Regions from separate parts of the Mus musculus genome. Here regions 1, 2, 3, 4, 5 and 7 are each linked to region 6. A link is a contact called in public Hi-C, Micro-C and promoter capture Hi-C data. All regions are on one chromosome and are shown on one strand. The core of a region is the stretch at or near the end of the contact, and the rest is flanking DNA. Distances in the headings are between cores, read along the strand shown. Region 1 holds the start of Ablim2 (actin-binding LIM protein 2). Region 2 overlaps Ablim2 (actin-binding LIM protein 2). Region 3 holds the start of Wfs1 (wolframin ER transmembrane glycoprotein). Region 4 holds the start of Htra3 (HtrA serine peptidase 3). Region 5 overlaps Ablim2 (actin-binding LIM protein 2). Region 6 holds the start of Sorcs2 (sortilin-related VPS10 domain containing receptor 2). Region 7 overlaps Ablim2 (actin-binding LIM protein 2).

What was found. Promoter capture Hi-C pulls out the DNA fragments that hold promoters and counts their contacts. Hi-C and Micro-C count contacts between places; a contact is called where the count stands out from the background.
Region 1: a contact with region 6 is called in a Hi-C map of nephron progenitors, with 4 times the contacts expected there. The contact joins the promoter of Ablim2 here to the promoter of Sorcs2 in region 6. A contact is called at or near these places in 4 of 39 promoter capture datasets (the 3T3-L1 cell line, the SN4741 cell line, pre-B cells and 1 more), 2 of 484 Hi-C or Micro-C datasets (CD8 T cells and nephron progenitors) and 3 of 115 datasets of contacts at active chromatin or transcription factors (astrocytes, embryonic basal ganglia and pancreatic cancer cells).
Region 2: a Hi-C map of cortical neurons shows a contact between it and region 6, with 3 times the contacts expected there. The contact joins the enhancer-like site here to the promoter of Sorcs2 in region 6. A contact is called at or near these places in 18 of 39 promoter capture datasets (the 3T3-L1 cell line, 3T3-L1-derived adipocytes, the C10 cell line and 10 more), 2 of 15 datasets of contacts at CTCF or cohesin (large pre-B cells and pro-B cells), 55 of 484 Hi-C or Micro-C datasets (the 63-12 cell line, the AML12 cell line, B cells and 31 more), 11 of 115 datasets of contacts at active chromatin or transcription factors (embryonic forebrain, embryonic limb bud, embryonic midbrain and 7 more) and 1 of 9 other capture datasets (adipose tissue).
Region 3: a promoter capture Hi-C map of liver shows a contact between it and region 6, with 2.3 times the contacts expected there. The contact joins the promoter of Wfs1 here to the promoter of Sorcs2 in region 6. A contact is called at or near these places in 2 of 39 promoter capture datasets (both in liver).
Region 4: a promoter capture Hi-C map of stem cell-derived epiblast-like cells shows a contact between it and region 6, with 2.3 times the contacts expected there. The contact joins the promoter of Htra3 here to the promoter of Sorcs2 in region 6. A contact is called at or near these places in 3 of 39 promoter capture datasets (embryonic stem cells and stem cell-derived epiblast-like cells) and 1 of 484 Hi-C or Micro-C datasets (myocytes).
Region 5: a contact with region 6 is called in a Micro-C map of palatal mesenchyme, with 2.5 times the contacts expected there. The contact joins the enhancer-like site here to the promoter of Sorcs2 in region 6. A contact is called at or near these places in 17 of 39 promoter capture datasets (the 3T3-L1 cell line, 3T3-L1-derived adipocytes, the C10 cell line and 9 more), 1 of 15 datasets of contacts at CTCF or cohesin (large pre-B cells), 13 of 484 Hi-C or Micro-C datasets (CD4 T cells, Th17 cells, cerebellum and 7 more), 6 of 115 datasets of contacts at active chromatin or transcription factors (embryonic limb bud, embryonic midbrain, fibro-adipogenic progenitors and 3 more) and 1 of 9 other capture datasets (liver).
Region 7: a contact with region 6 is called in a promoter capture Hi-C map of hippocampal neurons, with 4 times the contacts expected there. The contact joins the enhancer-like site here to the promoter of Sorcs2 in region 6. A contact is called at or near these places in 8 of 39 promoter capture datasets (the HPC-7 cell line, cranial neural crest, embryonic stem cells and 4 more), 3 of 115 datasets of contacts at active chromatin or transcription factors (astrocytes, embryonic forebrain and embryonic midbrain) and 1 of 9 other capture datasets (liver).

Annotation. Positions count from the first base shown.
Region 1 is chr5:35,756,409-35,759,296 of GRCm38.p6, forward strand. Ablim2 (actin-binding LIM protein 2) reads left to right here and starts at 1,472. Exons shown (of 22, transcript NM_001177696.1): 1 at 1,472-1,652. The coding sequence starts at 1,643.
Region 2 is chr5:35,877,976-35,880,764 of GRCm38.p6, forward strand. The region is part of intron 21 of Ablim2 (actin-binding LIM protein 2); the gene reads left to right. Among named protein-coding and RNA genes, the nearest start is that of Afap1, 14 kb to the right of the region's middle. Within about 2 kb of position 1,451, at least 30 of the 459 cell types and tissues checked have an H3K27ac peak or open chromatin away from gene starts, as enhancers often do. A contact at or near this core is called in 3T3-L1-derived adipocytes, adipose tissue, cortical neurons and 1 more, where this site is marked.
Region 3 is chr5:36,987,539-36,990,326 of GRCm38.p6, forward strand. Wfs1 (wolframin ER transmembrane glycoprotein) reads right to left here and starts at 1,444. Exons shown (of 8, transcript NM_011716.2): 1 at 1,328-1,444.
Region 4 is chr5:35,678,262-35,681,232 of GRCm38.p6, forward strand. Htra3 (HtrA serine peptidase 3) reads right to left here and starts at 1,519. Exons shown (of 9, transcript NM_030127.3): 1 at 683-1,519. The coding sequence starts at 1,085.
Region 5 is chr5:35,856,952-35,860,070 of GRCm38.p6, forward strand. It overlaps Ablim2 (actin-binding LIM protein 2), which reads left to right. Exons shown (of 22, transcript NM_001177696.1): 16 at 177-229; 17 at 875-1,013. Among named protein-coding and RNA genes, the nearest start is that of Afap1, 35 kb to the right of the region's middle. Within about 2 kb of position 1,325, at least 7 of the 459 cell types and tissues checked have an H3K27ac peak or open chromatin away from gene starts, as enhancers often do. A contact at or near this core is called in Th17 cells, where this site is marked.
Region 6 is chr5:36,396,639-36,399,496 of GRCm38.p6, forward strand. It overlaps Sorcs2 (sortilin-related VPS10 domain containing receptor 2), which reads right to left and starts at 1,501. Exons shown (of 27, transcript NM_030889.2): 1 at 928-1,501. The coding sequence starts at 1,407.
Region 7 is chr5:35,828,871-35,831,697 of GRCm38.p6, forward strand. It overlaps Ablim2 (actin-binding LIM protein 2), which reads left to right. Exons shown (of 22, transcript NM_001177696.1): 9 at 2,816-2,827. Among named protein-coding and RNA genes, the nearest start is that of Afap1, 63 kb to the right of the region's middle. Within about 2 kb of position 1,326, at least 30 of the 459 cell types and tissues checked have an H3K27ac peak or open chromatin away from gene starts, as enhancers often do. A contact at or near this core is called in hippocampal neurons, where this site is marked.

The DNA.
Region 1 (2,888 bases), core at 222-2,721, 640 kb before region 6:
AATAGCTTCTCAAAGGACTCAACCTGCTGGACAATATCTGTCCTGCCTTTCCCACCCTGTTTCTTCAGTAAGTATATCTCCAGTGCCCGTCGCAAGCCTGTGGGAGGCACTGGAACAGCACTATGAAATAATATCAGAATACTCAAGGATCTCAGAGGTTGCTAGGACACATAAGCATGAGCTTGCAGGCTCCTAAGAACTATCCTAAAGGATAGGGACTGTCCTTAGGTCTAACCAATGGAGGCAGGTGGAGTCAAAACACATTTTTGGAGCATGTAGAAACTAGTTTCCATTAGCAAGGTTTCTGGGCAAGAGATCCCAGAGGCAGCCCGTTCTTTTGTGGGCATCTGAGACTGGAAGTACAGCTGCCAGCAGAGTCTCTTGGTTTATAGGATGTAAAGAAATGTGCTGTTTCCTCGGGGCTTCTCCTCTTTACCAGAGCCTTTGGCCTCCTGGTCCCCTTTGAAATAGATGGACAATACTGATCACTGGGGAGGAATTTCTGCTTCTGCCTCAGTAGTACATGGAACAGCCCTGACCTGGGCCAAACGTCCCTGGCCTGTGCCTGTTCATGCAGTGGCAGATCCTGTATGTTCTCATTCTGGGCCCTGCGCATCCGTGCTCCCTCATCTCTCTAGGCTGTCTTCTTGTAGTCTCTTGTGCCCACCTGTTGTCACCACCGATACGAGGCAGGATCCACCTGCGCCTCCCTATGCTTTTCTTTCAGTCTGTTTTTCCACGCCCTGCGCTGGACGCCTGACGTCACAAGGGAATCGATTAGCGTATGGGCAGGATGGTGAGAGGGCAGGATGTGCCAGAGCCTCCTCAGTGTGCACCGCCTAGCGTCAGCCGAGCCGGGAGAGCGTCTGGGGCATAAGGCGAGGCTGCCTATCTTTGGAGTCCAGACACCTGCGTCTGGATCCCAACCCATTCAGACTTCGCCGTGTGTGTGTGTGTGTGTGTGTGTGTGTGTGTGTGTGTGTGTGTGTGTGTGTGATTAAATCCAGACTTCGCCGTGTGTGTGTGTGTGTGTGTGTGTGTGTGATTAAATCCTGTTCCTGCTTCGCTATCCCGCTTCTCCCCCTCCGCTTCAGTTTCCCCTTTTCTGTGCATTGGTAAGGAAGGGAAGGTCTATTGCTGAGACCTTCCATCACTCTTGTAGAGTTGCTCCAAGATCGCTTTTCCTTGGGCCTCCTTCTTTGAGAGTCCAGTGCTGAGATGAGCTACAGTCCTACACGCCTCCCTTAGACCCTGTTGACAGCTCTGCAGAGCTCTCGGAGCAGGTGCAGGAGGGTACCTGCGCTACCACCAGTCTGCGCCTGAGCGGAACACACAGCCTGCCGGGATTTGTAGTCCGCACGTCCAACTGCGGTGGCGCGCAGGCGGGCAGCCGGGGCACAGCGCCTACACTTCCCAGGATGCGACCCTCCCGCGGCTCGACAAGGGGCGTGGCCTAGCTGAGGGGCGGGGCAAAGGGGCGGGGCGGGAGCCCCGAGCTGCGGTGGCGCTGCGGGCAGCGGGTACTGTGTGCGCCGAGCCGCTGGCCTCAAGCGTGCTGAGGATCCTGCCAGCGCCGCACCTGCCCGCCCGGTCCTCGGGCTGTCGCAGCGCGGGGACCACCCTACTGGGAGCTGCCGCTGACATGAGCGCAGGTGAGAGCTGCGACCCGGAATCCGCGGGTTCGTAGCGGCAACCTCAGTAGGGTCTCGAGGACTGGATACACCTGCAGTGCGTAGCCAATTCCTCTAGCCAATTCCTGAGCCCAGCGGCTCCACCCAACTTTTTCTCCAGGGTGTGCAGCCCCGAAAGGCCGGCCTGCAGCCTCTGTCTCTAAGCCGGGGGCGCGGAGCGGCATATGCCGGAATTTCTTCCCACCGTGCCAGCTAGGGTGGCTGCGCAGGGCTGTCTGGCGGGCGTCACTCCTTGCTTCTCGTGGGGGTCCCAGGTTGCTTCAGTAAAGGGATCCAGGTCCCGGAAAGGGGCTCTGGGTCGCCGCAGTCCTAACCGTAGAGAGAGGTGTGATGACAGGCGGAGCTTTGCAGCAGGGGACTCCGCCCTTGCGCGGTTCCCGCAGAGCCTGGGTGGTGGCGTCTGGCAGACCCTGAACTCCCCAGGTTCGCCGTTGCAGATCTGAGTGCTAGAGCCTGTATGTGTGTCAGTCCCGGAGCTGTCTGTGCGCTGTTGTCATTATAGCCCTTCAGTTCTGAGCGTCTCAGCCCTACCTCTCTCGCCGCACCCACCCACAGGGATCTGACCGCCTCTGTGTGATGCTGGAAAATCCCACGTCCCTGCAACCCAGCAGCGCCTGTGCTCAGAAGGAAACTGAGATCTAGAGCTGGGAGGCCTTGGCTCAGGAAGCATCTGTACATCATCTCAGAATGCACCCATCTGACAGCCTCAAGAGTTCCGCTTGCAGGGAGGGCTGATCCTTTCATTCCTCAAGAGAGAGGGGTTGGCCTCCATTTTCAGGAGCCATGGGATGACCAGACTTCAATGACTTGAGCTCTGACAAGTGATAGGGATTTGAACTCAAGGTTCCCTGACTCCAGCATACTCCCCCTAACCCCCAAGCCAAAGTTACTACTAGCAGCAGTGTGGCCCTTGGCTACATTGCATAAACCAATGGGTACAGCAGCTTCCTCTAGGAGAAAGTGGACAGGGAGGGAATGAGCTTGGAAACAGCTCACTGTAGGCTCCTAGCCTGAAGTACCTCCTCCCAGGGGACTGTCCCCTCTCCCTCCTAGCTAAGGAAGGAGGGGCTTCTACCATGGATGTTGAGAGTAACTGAGAGCAAGTGGTATGGGAGGCGGGATCCCTCCTGAGATGTGGGTGTAAGGAGAGGGCATCCTCAGACTTGGCAGGACCTCCAGACATTTATCTGATGGCGG
Region 2 (2,789 bases), core at 201-2,700, 520 kb before region 6:
CATCAACACTCAGCGTCAGAGTTCTCAGCCAAGCGTCCAGCCATTTATAGATACAGGTACTGACTAGGACCTCAAGGAGCTCTTTGGGGGTTGGGGAAGCACAGATACAAGCTCTGCCCTGGTAGAATCAGTCTGATCAGAGAGCGAGGCATCCATCAACTGATTATCATAACCACCTGCCAGCATGAGTGTTCTGAAGGACAGGAAATAAGTGGCTGGATGGCAATGGCACAGGAAGCACTCTGTGTGCGCCTGAGTCTATGAGAGTTTGTTAGAAAACCACCTCTGCAAAGGCCAGGGAGCAGAAGGGAACTCGGGCTATTTGAGGAAGGAGACCCAGAAGGAACCTGTGAGATTGGACCCAAGCTGGTAGAGGGAAGGAGTGTCCAGGCCTCACAGAGCCCTGGGTGGTGCTAAGCAGCATTTAGTCCAGTGACAGTGACACCTAAACTAGGTTTGCAGTTTAACACATGTCCTGTGGCACAGCCTAGCAGCAGTTAAAGGTGCCACACAGGGCCCAGTTTGGCTTCGTGTGTGACATGTGTCCTGTTGTGAAGATCCTCTTTGACTGCACAGCGGTTGGATACATCACACATCTCCATACATGGAGCAAAGACCAGGTCTCTATCCTCTGAAGTAGGGTTCTTTGTCCTGGAAGAGCTAAATTTCTGTCCTTGGCCAAAATACACCAAGTGACTCCTTCCCAGAGAAACCCAGGCCCCTGTGTGTTCTGAGTGCTTGAATTTGGAGGGCCTGCTGGGCCCAGAGTCCCCAGATCAAAGGATGGGAACTCTGTTGCCCCTGGTGAAATGGCATGCCCTAATCTGAGCTATTATTCCCTGCATACCCTGATTGGTACCCATTGAAGTTAGCATTGACTTATTTCCAAGATTGTCTTCTGACAGCCCTGATGGTGTCATGGAAGGGGTTGAGCACTGGTGTAGCAAGAGCTGATGTGAATCCAGTCTCTGCAATGTCTACCTGTGTGTTACTGGCTATGGACAAGCAACCATTCTGGGCCTGATCTCTCACCTGTCAGGTGACAAGGGCTGCCTGCACCGGTCCCCTGGACAGGTGCATGGATTTAAATAGAGGCTCAGAAATACTTAATTGAGCGCCTACTGTGTTAAGCAGCAGGTGGACATCTGTATGCATCCCATCCACCAACCTGAGTGATAGCCCTTCGGATACTGAGGTTGCCATGGAGAGGGGCCACGGATGTGGTCCAAAATGATGATTGTTAGAAACAGGGAGGGTCAGTGTTACCATTTACAAAGATGCAAGGCAGTGACGTCAACGGTGGGAGAAAAGTGCTTGCGTAGTGCCCTGGGTGGCAACACGGACCTAGACAGCCTGAGCAGGGCTGAGAGGCGCACAGTGCTGCAGTTCCCTCCTGTGTGCCCAGCTCTATTTTGAGCATGTGGTGCATTTAACACTTCTTTCACAACTCCATGAGGCATCCAGATGGCTTCCAGGGCCCGCGGTTCCCAAGAGGCAGATATGGGATTCAGTACTCAAAGCCGCTCTGCTAACTTGCCTTCTAAATCAACTACAATATGGAGATGAATTGCCAAAGGAACATGTCTTTTAAATTGCTTTTCTCATATATTGTCTCACAAGCTACGAAGACTGACACGCAGATCTTAGAAACACGCATTCATGTTTCTAACCCTAGGATTGATATTTCTGAAATGAGGTGACTCAAGAGGCTAAGCTCTGAGGCAGACCTTTGGTTCTTACTGCCTTCAACCCCTGGACTGAAGCCCAAGCAAATTTTTTAGGGTAATTATTTTCTCATAGACAGTTATTGATGATAACCATGCCCACAAAACACCTTTGTGGCAGCATATAGCCAGTGTTTGGCCAAGGCCCCAGCCCTGGGGCTTGGAAGAATTAGTATTTATGAATATGCAGATATCACAAAAGGTGGGTGAGGTGCTGGAGAGGCTCTTGTCTACAGGAGGTTAGGTGTGGCCATGTTGGTGTGTCATTCAAAAGTGATAGCTCCTGGGTTGGGGGTCTGAGCTCTCCCTAGGGGCCATGGGGCCCTGCGGACTGGAAAGAGGCTGCTGCAGAGGGCCTGTAGCTTCTGTGAGATCCGCACACTCCCTGAGGCTAATTGTATGTACGTGTGTTTGCTGGAACAGTAAGCCCAAGGGGACTGCAGCTAGGAAGCAAGGATCTCAAAGTTCAAGTGTCCTCTCTCTGCTCAAACTTGTCCAGCCAGTGTGAGGAGGACAGAGAACCCTGGCCCCTGATGACCACAGGGGACCATGAGAGAAGTTCAGAGCTCCCCCACCCCATTCACAGGCTGTTCCTGATCCAAGTGGAGAAGTATTTGAGTGCTGTGGGGCAGGAGGACCAATAGAACTGGGGAGGGGTCTCGTGTCTGCCGGCTGGCGGGAAGCTCACTGGGGAGCTGCAGTGGGCAGAGGCTGGTGGCTGAAGGGGTCACCCACGTGGTCCCTGAGGAAGGAAGGGAGATCAGCATGAGCAGAGACCTGCTGCCCTTTGGAGTGTAGAGTCATCCCGTTCGACTGGAACTCAGTGCAGAGGACTCGGGGTAGCCTTAGGGCCCTCTTTGGTACCACAGCCCTTATCTTGTGACATTTGAGTCAGGGCCTATAGACTTAGATGTTCCTGATGACACAGAGAGAAGGGCACTGAAGTTTCTAGGATTTCCACCATGCAACCCTGTCTCTCAGGAGTGGAGCTGGCTTGTTCTTCAGAAAGGCACCATGTCGGGCTTGCTTCCTATAGCTATGGAAGAAGCTTGGAGCTCTTGGCCT
Region 3 (2,788 bases), core at 194-2,693, 590 kb after region 6:
AGTGTTTCGGGGCCAAGATTGAACTAGGTCTCCTATGCGACCAACCCCAAACCTTCTGAAGGCATAAGGGAGGCTGGCACTGGGGTGTTCTACACGCTTGTACCTGGGAAAGAAGGCGAGGGGCATCTCTACCCAATCCTGCCTGTATCTGAGGAGGTCCAAGGAACATTCAGGAAGAAATTGGAACATAAACTCTCTCTAGATTCCTAGTTAGATGAAAAAGTACCTGCGAATGGCATCAGCACCAGAGAGACATAGGTCAACAGGTGAGGGAACTGGGGAGGTAGCCCCTGTGATCGCCATGGCCTTCAAGAGCCTAGGACATGGGTCCGAGTGAGGGTTGGATTCTAGAGAGGAAAGTCCCAGCCAACCACCTGGGGTCTTTGTCCAAGGTGACAGAGGAAGGGCTGCACCTGCTTGCCTGGGGGAGGGGGAGGGAATTGGAGGTGGGAGGAGGGGGTAGAGGTTCATTAGCTCTGTCCATTAGGTGTGTGGTCCTGTCCAGGCCCCAAATCTACTGAGCCTCTGTGTCCAATGGAAACTGTAAGTCCTACCCCTAGGACTAGGGGCCCGAGTACACGGTGGAGGGTGACAGTGTCAGGGAGATAGTTCCAAGAAACTAAAACGCTGTTTTATTGGACTCTCATATAAAGATAACTAACAAAATACGTTGAAAGGACGCAGCTCCATCACACCCAAAAGTGCAGGATCAGATTTTCCAGAAGGCTTCCAGTTCATCTGACCAGAACCTAAGTTCCTCTAGGTGCGGTGCATACCAGAGCTGGGGTCACACAATGGCCAGCAGGTACCTAATAGGGTGGGTAACTATGGGCGGGTCCCAAGGGTTCCTACCTCCTTTTCTGAGGACCAGGAAAGAGAAAGAAACAGACACACGGCTCCTGGGTGGGCTGAGCCCCCACGCGCCCCAGGAATCAGGTCCTTCATGGTCCTGGGTAGGGAGTCCAGGGATGTAGGTCTTGATGGGGCAGCTCTGGAGCGTGGGCAGCCTCTCCGACACGCTGTCCCCATCCGCAGCGCGGTCATGCAGGGAGATTTGCGGGAGTGCCGGGACTCCAGGGCTGAGTGAGAGGCGCACGGCTTGGGCACAACTGGCCCAGTTGGGGCAGTAGACGCCTCGGGCTCCGTGGAGCAGCGAGAGTCCTGGCCTCCAACTTCTAGCAACTTGGAGTGGACTTGGGGCTCTGCCACCCATCAGGGGAAACTGAGGCCGGGAGAGCAGCGCCACCCAGCGCTCCGAAACCCTCCCTGACACTGCGCGCCCAACGCCAAGGCCAAGGCCATGGCACAACGACCCTGAAGAACTTACCGGCCGCAGTGCTGGGCCTCCCAGCCCGCCGCGAAGTTGCTCCGAAACCGCGGAGATTGCAGCGGCCAGCTGAGCAGGCGGAGCGCGCGGCCCTACATTCAGCGCGGCCCCGGGAAAGGGGGCGGGGCCTGGGCGGGGCCTCTGCCACCCTCCATTCCTGCTGCGACCCAGGGAGACTCGGCTCGTTAAGTCGCCGGCAAGCCTGCCAATCACTATGTGCTGTCGCGAATCACGGAGCGCCTCGCCTTGCAGCGACTTGCTCTCTTGGGTCGCCAGGAGGACAGATGGCGGCGAGAGGGCGGGTCTGGCCGGCCCACAGCTTAAGTTTCCGAGTGGACTCGGCCCCGGCCCTGCCCCCTCGCCGCCCCGCCTCCAGGACATCTCTTTCCTGACCCAAGCTTGTAAGCCTGCTGCTTAACAGGTGGTTGGACCCAGGAACAAGTCTCGCGCCACCTTTGGCCCGCCTCTGCATCGTGAGGCCCCATCTTCAGACTTCAGACCGGCTATTACAATACTGACTAAGGTCGCGCACTTCGTGCCAGGCGCCCTAATTCCGACGCATTGAGATACACAGAGGACTCCCCAGTGTAGCAGCGAGTACAAAAAGTGTGTGTGCACGTGCTACCAAGTACTGCCTTAAATGATCAAAACCCAAACCCAAAAGCAGTTCAGCACTCTTTAAAGATTAGCCAGACGATAATGCCAGGCTCAGGCAGTTGGAAGCCCCTCCCCCCTCCTTTTTTTTTTTTTTTTTTTTTTTTTTTTTCCTCAGGAGTGTCTGAGAGGTGTGGTTTGGAGATCAAAACTACAGTCTTGTTTCCGTGCTCCTTCCTTTCCTGAACCGCACATCTCACTGCACCTGCCCCGGTGATCTGCACCAACAGGTCAGGCTGACAGAGACAGCATCACCATCTTATCAGGAGGAGGTTGCTCACTGAACCACTACAACCAAATACTTTGATTCTGCACCTGCTCAGGGTCTAATCTCAAGTACCCCAGCTAGGCTCACAGAGGAAGGAAGCTTATCCCAGCAGAGTGACTCTGTCCTGCCTCCATCTGGGGCCCTTTCAGAAGCAGAGATTTTCAGGTTCACCCCCTAAGTGTGGGGTGGCTGTTTCGGGGCGAGGTGGGGCAAGTTCAAGAAGCAGGAGCACCAGATGGCAGTGGCTTTTTCAGAACTATAGCCTTGCCTTACCAAAACAAGTTGCTAGAGCTGCTGGAGGGGTTACATTAAAAAAAAAAAAAAAAAAACTTCTCCCAATATGGAAAAGGAAACGTGGCCTCTGCCATAGCAATTCACATTTCCATGGTAACTAATTGTCTTAATGCATTTTCTGTTGCTATGACAGAATATCTGGGACTAGGTAATTTGCAAAGGAAAGAAGTTTATTTGGTTCATTGTTCTGGGGGGTGGGAGAAGCCAGGACCAGGCAGCACATGGCAAGGGCCTTGTCCTGCATC
Region 4 (2,971 bases), core at 269-2,768, 720 kb before region 6:
CCATAGCTCTGTGCCCTCCACAGTCTAGAAGTCTCGAGGGTACCAGAAGGTCTGCTTTATGCCATGCACTGATACACTGTTTCCAGTTAGGGACAGTCAGGCCAGAAAAGATTTTTTTCTTACAAATGGCTCAATCTGTAAAGAACAATTCCATTCTTACTGGTTTCTGCCCAGAACCTGATGTTAATAGTATCTGTCACATGGGAGAGCAGAGAAGAGTACACCAAACACAACCATGAAGGGAGCAGAGTAATGCAGGTGCCTGGCCACCCTGAAAACCCTCTGCCTCTCAGACAGCCAGGCCCAAGACAGGCACACAGAACCAGCACCCAGCACAGCCTGACAGAAGAAAACAGAGCAGGAATTGAAGACAGAGACCAGGAAAAGATTGCTTGACGCTCGTTCCCTTGTAAGTCACTGGAGGACTCTAAGAAACAGGAGTGTGGCTGGGTCAGAGCCTCACAGCCCACCAGACGCTACCAGGCTGCCACACTAGAGTTTAAGTCTAACTTTTTGTGACTTTGGGGACAGCATTTATCTCTTGGGGACCTCAGTTTCCCCATCTAGAAAGCCAGAGGGTTGTGTGAACTATTCTTAAAAGGCTGCCTAGTGGAAGTGGACAGATTCCCCTGGACCTCAGTTTCCTCAGAGTAAGGCTTTTTTGATTCCTGGTGGAGCTTACCAGAGGGACAGGCACCCTTCTGCAGCTGGCGCACTGGAGTCCCGGAGACCTGCAACGCACGACGGCTGGCGGCCTGCAGCGCGCACACGTCGGCATAAGTATGCCCGTCTGTGCCACACACAGTGTGGGTCCAACGGCAGCGGCACACGCCGCGCACGCACTCCAGACTGTCCCCGCACGGAGAGTCCAGGGGGCGGCCGCAGGGCTCGCCCTCGCTGGCAGCGCACACCAGGCAGCAGTTGCAGAGGTCAGGCACATAGCCCCCAGGGCAGCGAGGGCTCGGACAGCGCGACACGTCGCAGCGCGCAGGACACGGAGCCGCTGGGGGCTCCCGGGCCAGAGCCAACACAGCCAGCGTGGCCAGAATGGCCAGCGTGGCGGGGAGCAGCGCGCGCGCCTGCATCGCGGAGAGGCGGCGGCGCAAGACCCGCGGGGATACCGAGGCCCGAACCGCTCAGGCGCACTCTGGCCCGGAGCGCAAACAGGGCATGGTGTGGGGACTGACCCGGGCCTCTCTCAGCCGAGCTTCAGCAGGCGCTTAAAGGCCAAGACAGTCTGCCCTCGCTGGAAGGGGCGGCCCTGCCCGCCGCCAGCCCCGCCCCTGCCCCACGGGACCCCGCCCCGGCTGGTGGGGACCCACCCGGAGCCTCCTGCTCCCCGCTTGCCTGGTGTGCACTTTGGGTGACAGGTCTGCCGGCCCAGAATGAGGGTCTGGGAAAGGGGAGCTGCTTCGGAATACTCCAGTCCTAGCCAGGGACCTGACCGCAACCCCAGAGACATGAACAAGTCCAAATTCTGTCCCTAGCTCTCCTTCACAGAGGAACCCCTACTCTACTTGAGCAGCCAAGCTCAGCAAGGCCCCAAACCTAGACCCCTCCTGCTCTGCATCACTCCACCGGGCAACATTGGAGCGGATACTTAGAAAGCAGCCAGGTGCTCCCTTCCTCCCATCTTCAGCTGGAGGGGGGCCATCTGCCTTGGATCTATTCTGGGCTCTCTCAGATCTAGAACTCTGGTTGCTGCCTGTTGTCCTTCTGTTTCTTCTACAAGGATTACTGAGCACCTCCTACCTCAGAGTCGTTGGAAGTGCCAGGACACCAGGCAGTACCAGGACACCAGGCAGTGCAGGAACAGAAAGCACCTGCTCAACTTTCCCCAACACTTTGGTGCCTCCTCATGCAATCACCAAGCTACTTCAGACCCAGGACAGGTAGCAGGGTACAGGAGGTCAAGTTGCTAGTGGCTGGAGCTTCAGGAGTCAGAGGACCCAACAGAGCCTCCCTGGGAGGTGGCCCTAGACTGAATGAATCCGTTGTTCCAGGGGCTGGAGAACCTGGTGTGCAACTCTGGAGGGAAAGAAAGCATAGTAGAGTAGCTTGGCAGGAAGCTGTTACCTTCTGCAGTTTCTCAACAGCACTGGAAACAGGTAGCACACTGGAGGGTGTGTGGTGTGGTGTGGTATGGTGACACCTCTGCTTCCATGAGTTGATAAAGCCACACATACCTTGGATGGATGTTGGTGGAGGGCAGAGGAGGAAGGCCTGGGGAGCAGTCTGGTTCCAGGTCTGGGAAAAGCCCAGTAGCCAGGAAGCAGAGTGGCCTCATCAGACTGAGTTGTTTGGGAAAAAAGGAAGTGGGGTTCCAGGTGTGAGCACTCACCTAGTAGAGGTGGTAGTGTATGTGTGTGTGGTGTATTGGGGGGGGGGTAGTGATGTTGTGGTGTTGTGTGTGAGGAGGGGGAAAGCATTACTTTCTCTTAACAGAAGTGCAGGCCAGGTCTCCCTCCGGACTTCTCCAATGCAGATGGGGAAATGATGCAAACAAGGTTTTGCTCTACCGTGTATGTCATGGCAAGCTGTTCCACATGTTTGAGTAGGTTCCCTGTGCCCTCCTACCCCTGGGGTGAGTGTGGGGGCCTCAGAGTGAGGCTGGAAAATGACAGTGAGTTACAGGTTTCACTCACATTCGCTTTGTCCGAGGTCTCGAGTCCAACTTTTTCCCTCTGGGTCACATCATCCTCCCTGGTCACCTGACCTGACCCTTACTATGGCTGCATAAATGCTTTCAGTCACCTGTACAGAAGGGAAGCCGAGGCTTGGAATTAAAGGATAGACACAGCTGTAGCCTCGCTTCTAAGAGGGAGTCCATTCCAGGCTCTGTCTTTGTTCTGGAAGCTTCCAGGGAGTCTTGTGCAAAGGCAGGGCAGTGGCTCCCCCTGCTGCCTTAGCCCTTTACAGTTTCTCACTCAGTCACAGGGACACCTTGGGCCTCTCTCTGGAGTCTGAGTGA
Region 5 (3,119 bases), core at 75-2,574, 540 kb before region 6:
CCTGGGCCACAGGCCCCCAAGGAGGCTGCTCCAGTGTGTCATTCCTCCAGCCTGTGAAAGGCATTCATTGCGTTGTCCTTTTGGTTGCTTTTCCTCCCCCTTTTGAGCATTATGTAAAGTAGGGCCCAGGACAGACACAGGGTGAGCTGCCTTTACAGACCGACTTTCCCTTCCAGCTGCCAGGCGATTGGACGTGGAGGACAGCAGCTTTGACCAGGACAGCAGGAAGGTAAGGAGGGGGACCACAGCCCTGCGGGGTGGGATGGCCACTCCAGTGGAACTCCAGTCCTTTTCTCACTCTGCCCCTGGAGTCCCAGGAGGACCAAGGTGGGAGCCATACTCGTCTGCCTCCCTTTATACTCTGTATGGGCACATGCTCTGCCAGGGTCCTGCCTCGGCCGAGTAGCCAGGCTGTGGTTCTGGGACTGAGGAGATACGAACATTGACAAAGAAATAACCCCAGTGCATTCTGGGGTATTTGACATGAAGGTTCTAGAACAGCTTGGCAGGTGGTTTTTTGTTTGTTTGTTTCTGTTTTGTTTTGTTTTTTAAATGAATGGCGGAAAAGTCAAATGTAATAGACATTACTGGCATACCTCTTTGATGTGGCCAGTTGTAAAAGTGCCCCGAGAGGATGTGGGGGCCAGACATCACAACAGCAGGCTGCAGGCAGCATTCGGCCATCTCTCCAGCTGCATCATGAACTTTCAGAATGAGACGCCTTTAATGGTGAGACGGGTACTAGACGTTTGGCTTCCCGCAGTGGAGTTGGCTTGTGGGTTAGGCGTACGGAGCTCCTTGAATGAACGTTCTGGTGAAACGTTTCACCATCGCAGATGACCTCAGTGTTCCTGTGACCTTTTTTCCTCTACAGAAGACAACCTGGCTGCTTCTCAAGGGGGATGCAGACACCAGAACTAACTCTCCAGACCTGGACAGTCAGTCGCTGTCCCTCAGCAGCGGGACTGACCAGGAACCTCTCCAAAGAATGGCAGGGGACAGCCTCTACTCACGTGAGTGGCTCTTCTGAAGCCCACAGGAGACTGCCAGCGAAGGGCCCCCTACTGAGCGGGCCCCCAGATCTCAGCTTTATTGCTCCCCCCCAATTAAGCCTAAGAGCTAGCAACAGCATGTAACCCTAACATTTGGATGGCAGAAAGATTGCTGTGAGTTTGAGGCCAGCCTGAGCTACATAGTGAGACTCTGTCTTAAAAATAAAATTAAAACAAAACCAAGACCTCCCAAACAGCCTAAGAATGTGAATCAAGCCAGGTAAAGCAGTGTCTCTCCACAGTGACATAGCTAGCTAGTGTGTGCACAGCGCCCCCTCGTGGTTCTCTTGGAGCAGGCAAGAAAGCAAAGAGAACAGCTCCCAGGGCCTCTTTTCTCTGGGGGCAGATGTGGTCATGGTCAGGAGGCGAGCACAGACCTGGAAACTGGTACAAGGCACTGTCCTGGTCCCTGTAACACACCGAGAAAGCACTTGGAGTTTCCTAGGTAATACGACCCGATGTCACGGGTAGCAAAGCTGGTGTATGCTTAGCCTTGCGGGTGTTGTGAAGCCTGGCTTAGGGATGATTCCCAAGGATAGAGTACATTCCCATCCTGTTGTTCACTGAAGATGCTGTAGGTCCCAGGCAGAGCCAGCACAGGCTGCAGGCAGGCTCAGTCTCACACAGAAGCAGCCTCTGGTCTAAGCTGGGCCTAGCAGTTGTTGTCCATAGCTGTGGCTGAGGTTGGACGTAGAGGTGACGGGAATCTGTGGTGTGAGAAAGCAGAGGGAACCCCGCTGGCATCACGGTGGTACCGACTCTGCGTGAAATCTGCCTGCCCTGCTAACTGGCTTATGATAGAAGCCAGAGCAGCAATGCTGACTCTCGGGTCACTAGGCACCAGGCATACAAGAGTGTTTTGCCTGGCCAACAGCATGACCGTTCTTAAGACCCTCACTTCTGAGGCACTATTTAACCACTACACAGGGGAGGGACGAGTGGAGGTGCAGGCAGCCGGACATTGTGACCAACTGGAAACTGGAATGTTGTTCTGTGGGGAGTCTTTGTAAGCAGATGATGTCCCTTGGGATCTCAGAGCATGCACACAAGGCTGATGTCAACGTGAGAAGGCACACCAAGTGGTCCCACAGGTCTGGGTCTCCTCAGGGTTCTTTTGGGGGAAGAGCTAGCTGAAGGCATGGTGAGAGGAAGTGGAAAGTCCCCTGTGCATGTCTACATCTGCTGGGTGGCTACGATATCATCCCTCGGGACTCCATCCCAAGGATCCTTGCCCTAGGTGGTTGTCTCATGCCGAGGGTGCACATGTGCTTTGTGGGACTCCGGTTTGGACAATGGAGGCTCCTCCACAGAGCAGAACGTAGGGGTTGCCTATTACCCTCGTTGCCCTGTGTAGTGTTCTGGCCTCCAGGCTGAGACTCTGGACTGCCTGAGACTCAGGACTGAGGGAAGCAGAATACAGTGTGGGAAGAAGCAGGGCTGTAGATGTCACCTCTCGGGGTCCTGCTTTGGCTGTGGCCATGCTGTGTGACCTGTGTGTGTACCTATACCACCCTGTGGCACTTTCTCATCTACAGGTGCCAGTACGGGGGTGTTCGTCCCAGGACCTTTTGAGTGCGCTGGTCTCTGTGAGGCAGGCTATTATCAGGTGTCTTCACTGGTCATCCCCACAGTGACAAGGGCTTGTCTGTCATCCCTTTCCTCTGTTGCATCCCCACAGCAAGCCAATGTGAGTGATGCAGCAGCTGTTATGTGAGTTCACCTGGCCCTTAGGAACCCAGGCACCTGTGCTGGCACCTGTGCCACAGCTGAGGAAGGGGGGGTTGTCTGCACAGCAGAACCTTTAGTGAGGGTTTGAACCCAGGCACCTGTGCTGCTGGCACCTGTGCCACAGCTGAGGAGGGTTCTGCACAGCAGAACCTTTAGTGAGGGTTTGGACCACTCCACCTGACATGTGCCAGCAGTCATAACTACATCCCCCTGCCTCTGCTTTTCTCCTGGTGTCCAGACTTCATGTCACCGGAGTAGGAAACCCACAGTGTCTAGCATTGCACCTGTGCCCTTACCTTCATCCCACTGTGCTGCCCAGTCCCATGGGACAGCCGTTCT
Region 6 (2,858 bases), core at 251-2,750:
GAGTGGAGAGTCTGTGTGGACTGTGGTACAGGCAGTGAGGAGGGATTCCTGGCTCTCTCTCTTCATGAAAACACACTTCCCTGGAGAGCAAAGGCTTGCAAACCTGGAGTGCACACACCTGAGATTCCCCAGAGGGGACAGAGTGACTCTGACCTTTAACAAGGAAAAACAAACCCCTTGAGGTGCACTACCAAAAAAAGGAACGGGGAGTGGCTGGATCCTAAATCTGGAAGAGCAGGAGCGGGATGGACGCTGGAGCTCTCCGGGCAGAGGGAGAGGCATGGGAGAAAGGGAGGGAGGGAGTTGGCGCACTGCTCTAAAGACCACAGAACGTTAAATACTATTAAACACCCCATGGTCCACTCGGACCAAAGACAGCTGTGGGGCACACTAGGAGGAGCAATCCTAGAATTAAGAACCTTCGAACAGGACATGGAACTGTCAGGGATATCATGGACCCTGAGGTCAGCATAAATGAAGTAGTAAGGACGCCAGAGGTGGCAATTCCAGAGGTGTTCTCTGGAGCTGCTGAGTGCAGTGCAGTGTGTGGGCGACCCACCCACTGTCCACGCGGCGCAGAGCTGGGTAGCCCTCAAGGACCTGGAGTTGTCCCATGCTGCCCAGATCCTGACGACTCTAGGGACCTTCCCTGTAGCCCAGATCTAGAGGCTAGGGGTGTTTCTGGTCTCCAGATCTTCGGAAAAACCTTCTGAGCGAGACAGAATCTCACAAATTCGAGGACCCTTCCAAAAGTAACCCATAACCAGAAGCCAGTAGGGGCGCCGCCGAGGTGACCCGCGTCCCCCAAGTAGCCAAGAATGCCCAGCAGAGTGACCGCGGGTGGTCCGGAAGTAGGGGGCTGTGGTGGTCTCCCTGGGTATCCCGAGGTGTCCGGGCAGGGCCGGGGTGAGTGCGGAGGTCACTTACGCTGCTGTTCTCTCCTGTCCAGTGTACCATCGCCTGGTTGTGCGTCGCGTCTCCCTTGAGCACGAACGACGTGCTGATGAGCGAGACCTGTGCGCGCGAAGCCGAAGCCGCACCGGCCACCGGCACCGCCCGAGCCCTGCGCCCCTTGCCCGGAGCTGGGGCGCCATCGGTGCTGGGACCCGAAGCAGAACCCGGACCGAGACCCGGGACGCTGGGTTCTGATTCTCGTGCCTGTGGATCTTTGCGATCGCCGGACTCCGTGCGTCCCGCGGGCAGCAGCCTAGTGATCTGCACACCGGGACCCTGGCGCCCGGGCTGGGGGGAGCGCCCCATCGCTCCGCAGGCAGCCACCAGCACCAGCAGCAGCAGCAGCAGCGGCCACGAACGTGGCCAGCACGGCGGCAGCAGAGCCTGAAAGCTCCGGTCCGGCGCAGTAGGGCCAGGACGCTTCGGGGCGCTCGGGGGTCCCCGGTGCGCCATGGTCGCTGGTAGGTAACGGCGGGGCGGTGCGGACGACACCGCGGCCGGGAGAGCGGGAGGGCGCTGGGAGCTTGAGCAAGAGCGCAGAGAAAGGAGCCGGGAGGGAGGGAGCGCGGGAGGAGGGGACTCAACGCCGCCACGCAGCCAAGGGAGCACCGCCACCTGCCGGCCGCGCGCAAGCCACCGCAGCTCTGGGCTGGGCCAGGCCGGGCCAGGATGTCCTGAGTGCAGTCACACCTCCAAGACCCCTTCCTTCTTTCCTTCCTTCCTTCCTTCCTTCCTTCCTTCCTTCCTTCCTTCCTTCCTTCCTTCCTTCCTTCCTTCCTTCCTTCCTTCCCAGTGACTCCTAACTTTATCCTCGCTCCTCTTCTCCCACCCACTTTTCATCCTCCCTGACTTTCTCGAGGCGTCTACACTTGACCAGCCGGAGTTCCAGGCACTTGGGGCACAACAGGGTGCAACAAAGGGAAACAGGCCACACCCAAGTAGCCCGCTTAGAGGCCAAACAACTCCAGAGTAGCCGTTCTGCGGAGGTGGGGAGGGCGCCTCCTCCGGGCGCTGCTGGAGAGAGTCAAGGGGACGCCTGCGAATCATGAAAACCTGAAAGATGTTCCAGGCAGCTGAGGATAGTGCAGGAACCTTGGGGTGTCGCCCAAAACCAATTTAGTCCCTCAGACTCTGGCTTTATCTCCCACCTCCAGGGGGAGCCCCTGAACATATTACACCTGAGTAGCGGTAGCAAGGAGAGAAGAACAGAGAGGCAAGGTCCCAGCCAGAAGGTGTAGGCCAGCACAGAACATGAGGAAACTAGCCCCAGAGCTCACCAAGTCTTTAATTCAATGTCAATAAAAGCAGCCATTATTACCAGCCCCTCTGCCATCCAGAACACAAAGCAGGTGCCTGCCCAAATAAGGCCAAGAGTGCAGTTGAGCTTTGTCCCCTCGGCATCCTCTCAGGAGCAGGGTCTAGGAGACAGGGAGACTTGGAGACCAACACTGAAAGGCCCCGCTGCCTGCTGGGTCTCTTCACTCCAGGGAACAGAGTAGAGCAAAGAACAAAGTATCCAGCAACAACAGCTGAACTTGCTCCCAAGGTTGAACTCCAGTGCCCCCTCCAGGAATTTCTGTTCAGCACAAGTCATTTTGCCAGGGCTCCGCTGTGCCAAGCACTGAGCAGGACTAGAGCGCCTGCCCCTGCCCCGTGTCCAAGAAGGCCTCCTCCTGTGGAATGTGCCCAGGCTGCACCCTGATGTAAACTTCCAACCCAAAAAATTCAGGAGCTGAAGTCCAAAGCCAGGCAAGGGCGCACAGCTGTGGCGACATTTGGTCTAGCAAAGAAAGGGCAGCGAAGCCTGTCAGTGTGGGGCTGAAGGGGGTGGGGAAGGAGAGGAACCGAGAAGATAATGTGACCAACTCCCATGTGCCTTTTCCAGATCTGGGGAGTGGGGGTGG
Region 7 (2,827 bases), core at 76-2,575, 570 kb before region 6:
GCTGAGGTGAGATTAATGTGACCTCTTAGGAGCCGAGGACAAAGGTCAGCTTCTAGGAAGGGCCAGGTTCTGAACCCCTCAGATGCCCTGCTGTGGGCAGCAGGGTTATGACTGAGAGATGGGGTGACAATAGTCATTCTGGATGGGAAGGAGGCACAGCACCTGAAGGAGGGTTTGCTAGAGCCTGAAGAGAGATCAAACCCAGGCCCTGGGAGCAGAGCTCAAGAGATTCCCAAGGTGGTACCTTCTTTCTTGGGTGGTTATGGTACAGAGCAGAAGGGAAAAGGGATGCAGAGAAGTGGGAAGAGGAAAAAGAGAAACAGAAGGAGGAGGGAAAATGAGAGAGGGAGGAGGAGGAAGAGGAGGGAGAAAAGGAGGAGGAAAGAAGTCTGGCTGTAACAGAAGCAAGATAGGCAGGCAGCAGGGAGGAGCACAGAGACCAGCAGGGCGCCCTCAGGAATCCTCTTAGCAGCTCTGTGTTTGGCTGTGAGGAGCTTGTATACCACCCTACCTACCCATCCACCCCACCCCACCCCATACACCCATACACCCCCCACCCAACCCCACACATCCATTCATCCCCCACCCACACCCCCCATCCACCCTCCCACCCTACCCCACACATCCATCCATACCCCCACACATATACCCCCTCACCCCACCTCACACACATTCATGCCACACCCCTACTCTCACCTCACCCACCCATCCATCCCCCACCCCTCCCACCCACTCCCACCCCTCCCACCCATCTACCCCACCCCACCCCACACACCCATCCACCCCCTACCCCACCCCCCACCCCCATCCATCACCCACCCACCACCACCCCCAGCCCAGCCTCTGCCGCACTGTACTATCATCCTATTAGCCTTTACTGTGGCTTTCCAGGTAGGAAGCCAATGAGCAACACCACATTGCATGCTCTGTTTTTCCCCAGTGGCTGGTTCTCTCTGCACTGTGCATCTGTCACCCAGGGCATCCCTGCCCTCAGTCATGATGAGGGACGATGTGACCATAGAGTCTGAATCCATCTTGTCTGCATGGTCCCCTGTGCAGCCCAGCAGTTCAGAAGAAGGAGAGAGCCTGGCATCCCCAGAGGCCCCCAGACACACTCACACATGCATGTGCTCAGGGAAGCATCCTGACCTGTGACTGAACAGAGTCAGGAAAGAGCTGACACTCTGCCTGCCCTGCTTCCCCCAGGCACAGGGAGAGGATGGGTGGCCCATGCCCCACACCAGCTGCAGGAGACAACAGCCTGCCTCACTTTCTCTGGTCCCTGGCCAGATGGAAGGCCCTGAGGAGCGGGTGCTGCCAGGCCAGGGAAGAAGGCAGCCTTGTTTTCCTGGGCCTGTACAGGAGGGCTCTGCTTCCAGGGCTGTCTGGTCTGTACAGCTATTGAAATGAGTAGTTTAGAAATGAAGGTTGTCTCCTGCAACCAACGTTTGGCGCAGAGGCTGGGCAGCCTGAGACTGGCTGGTTTCTTGGTGTTGGGCCCAGGCTCTCCAGGGCTGGCAGCTTCTGGTCTGGCCTGGGAGTGGAGGGACAGATTCCTGCCCTCTGTTGCTCTGCATGGGAGCAGCTCCTGAATAAGCATAGTCAGGCAGGCCTGGTGGCTTAAGAGGACTCCTGTCCCCGTGGAACTGGGCACCTGGAGGTGACACCTGTGTTATTGACCCTTGAAACCTGTCAGTGCTTGGAGGCCACACCTCCTTTCTACCCAGTGATAAGAAATGGCTTGTCTGTCCTGGACTTAGTAGTCACCTTAACAAGTGTCTCTTGATGTAGGCCCTTGGACATCTGCAGGATACCCAGGGGACTCATTCTCCAGCAAGACCCTGGCTCTATCTATGGAGAGCCAGGCCAGCAGGAAGGAACATGGTCCTTCCTTGTCAGGAAAGCCACAATAATGTCATAGTTGTCTCTTCTCCACACAGGCAGGGAGTTATGAACAAGAACCACAGGACTCAGGTCCTGAGCATCTGGAGTATATACAGTGGACATTAGGTAGTCATGACTACCCAGCCCCACAGGTGTCATGGCATCCTTAGCACAGCACCCAGGGTCCACAGACATTATGGCATCTTTAGAACAACAGCCATTATATGTTTTCAGAGATTTTGTATCTGGAACCAAAGGGTGAATGAGTCCCTCCAAGTTCTAGGCCCCATTCTTATCTCTGTGGCTGGGAGCAAGGCAGTGCCACATGGCCCTGTGGAGTGAGCTGCTGAGGTTCACTGTAGGTCTTTGTGGGTAAGACTTCAGGTCAGGGGTGGCAGGGGCCGAGTCAGGATAGAACCCCGGTGACAGTCACCTCAGCTCTCACAGTGAATTCGGTTTTGTCCTCTGTCCTTCCCCACATAGCTGGGCACTGAGTACAGGAGAGCTCACATCACCTCAGGGTAGCTGGAGCCCATGGCACAAAGAGGGCTGAGTGTGGTCAGTCATCTCTGTCCACTCTGTGGGGCTGGCACGGCCAGTGAGACTTTGCTCTGAGTCTCACAGATCTGCAGGTTGGCAGGAACAACAGGCCCCTCTCTGGTTATTTTGCTACTTTACAATGAAGGGGGCATTTTCAAAGCGGGAACTCCAGGCAGGCATCACATAGGGTTGGTAGAGGATAACCCCTGTCAGCACCAGAAACCTGTGGTCGCAAGGTTGGGCAGGCCCCCGGAGTTGGCACCTGTCAGTGTAACTCCAAGCTGAGGGTCTGAAGGCTTGGTGCCGAGGGGTCCAGAACACAGGACCCACAGAGGGGATGGCAGTGACCTCGAGAGCAAGCTTCACGCCGTCCCTCCTCTCTCCCTTCTAGATGCACAGCTCT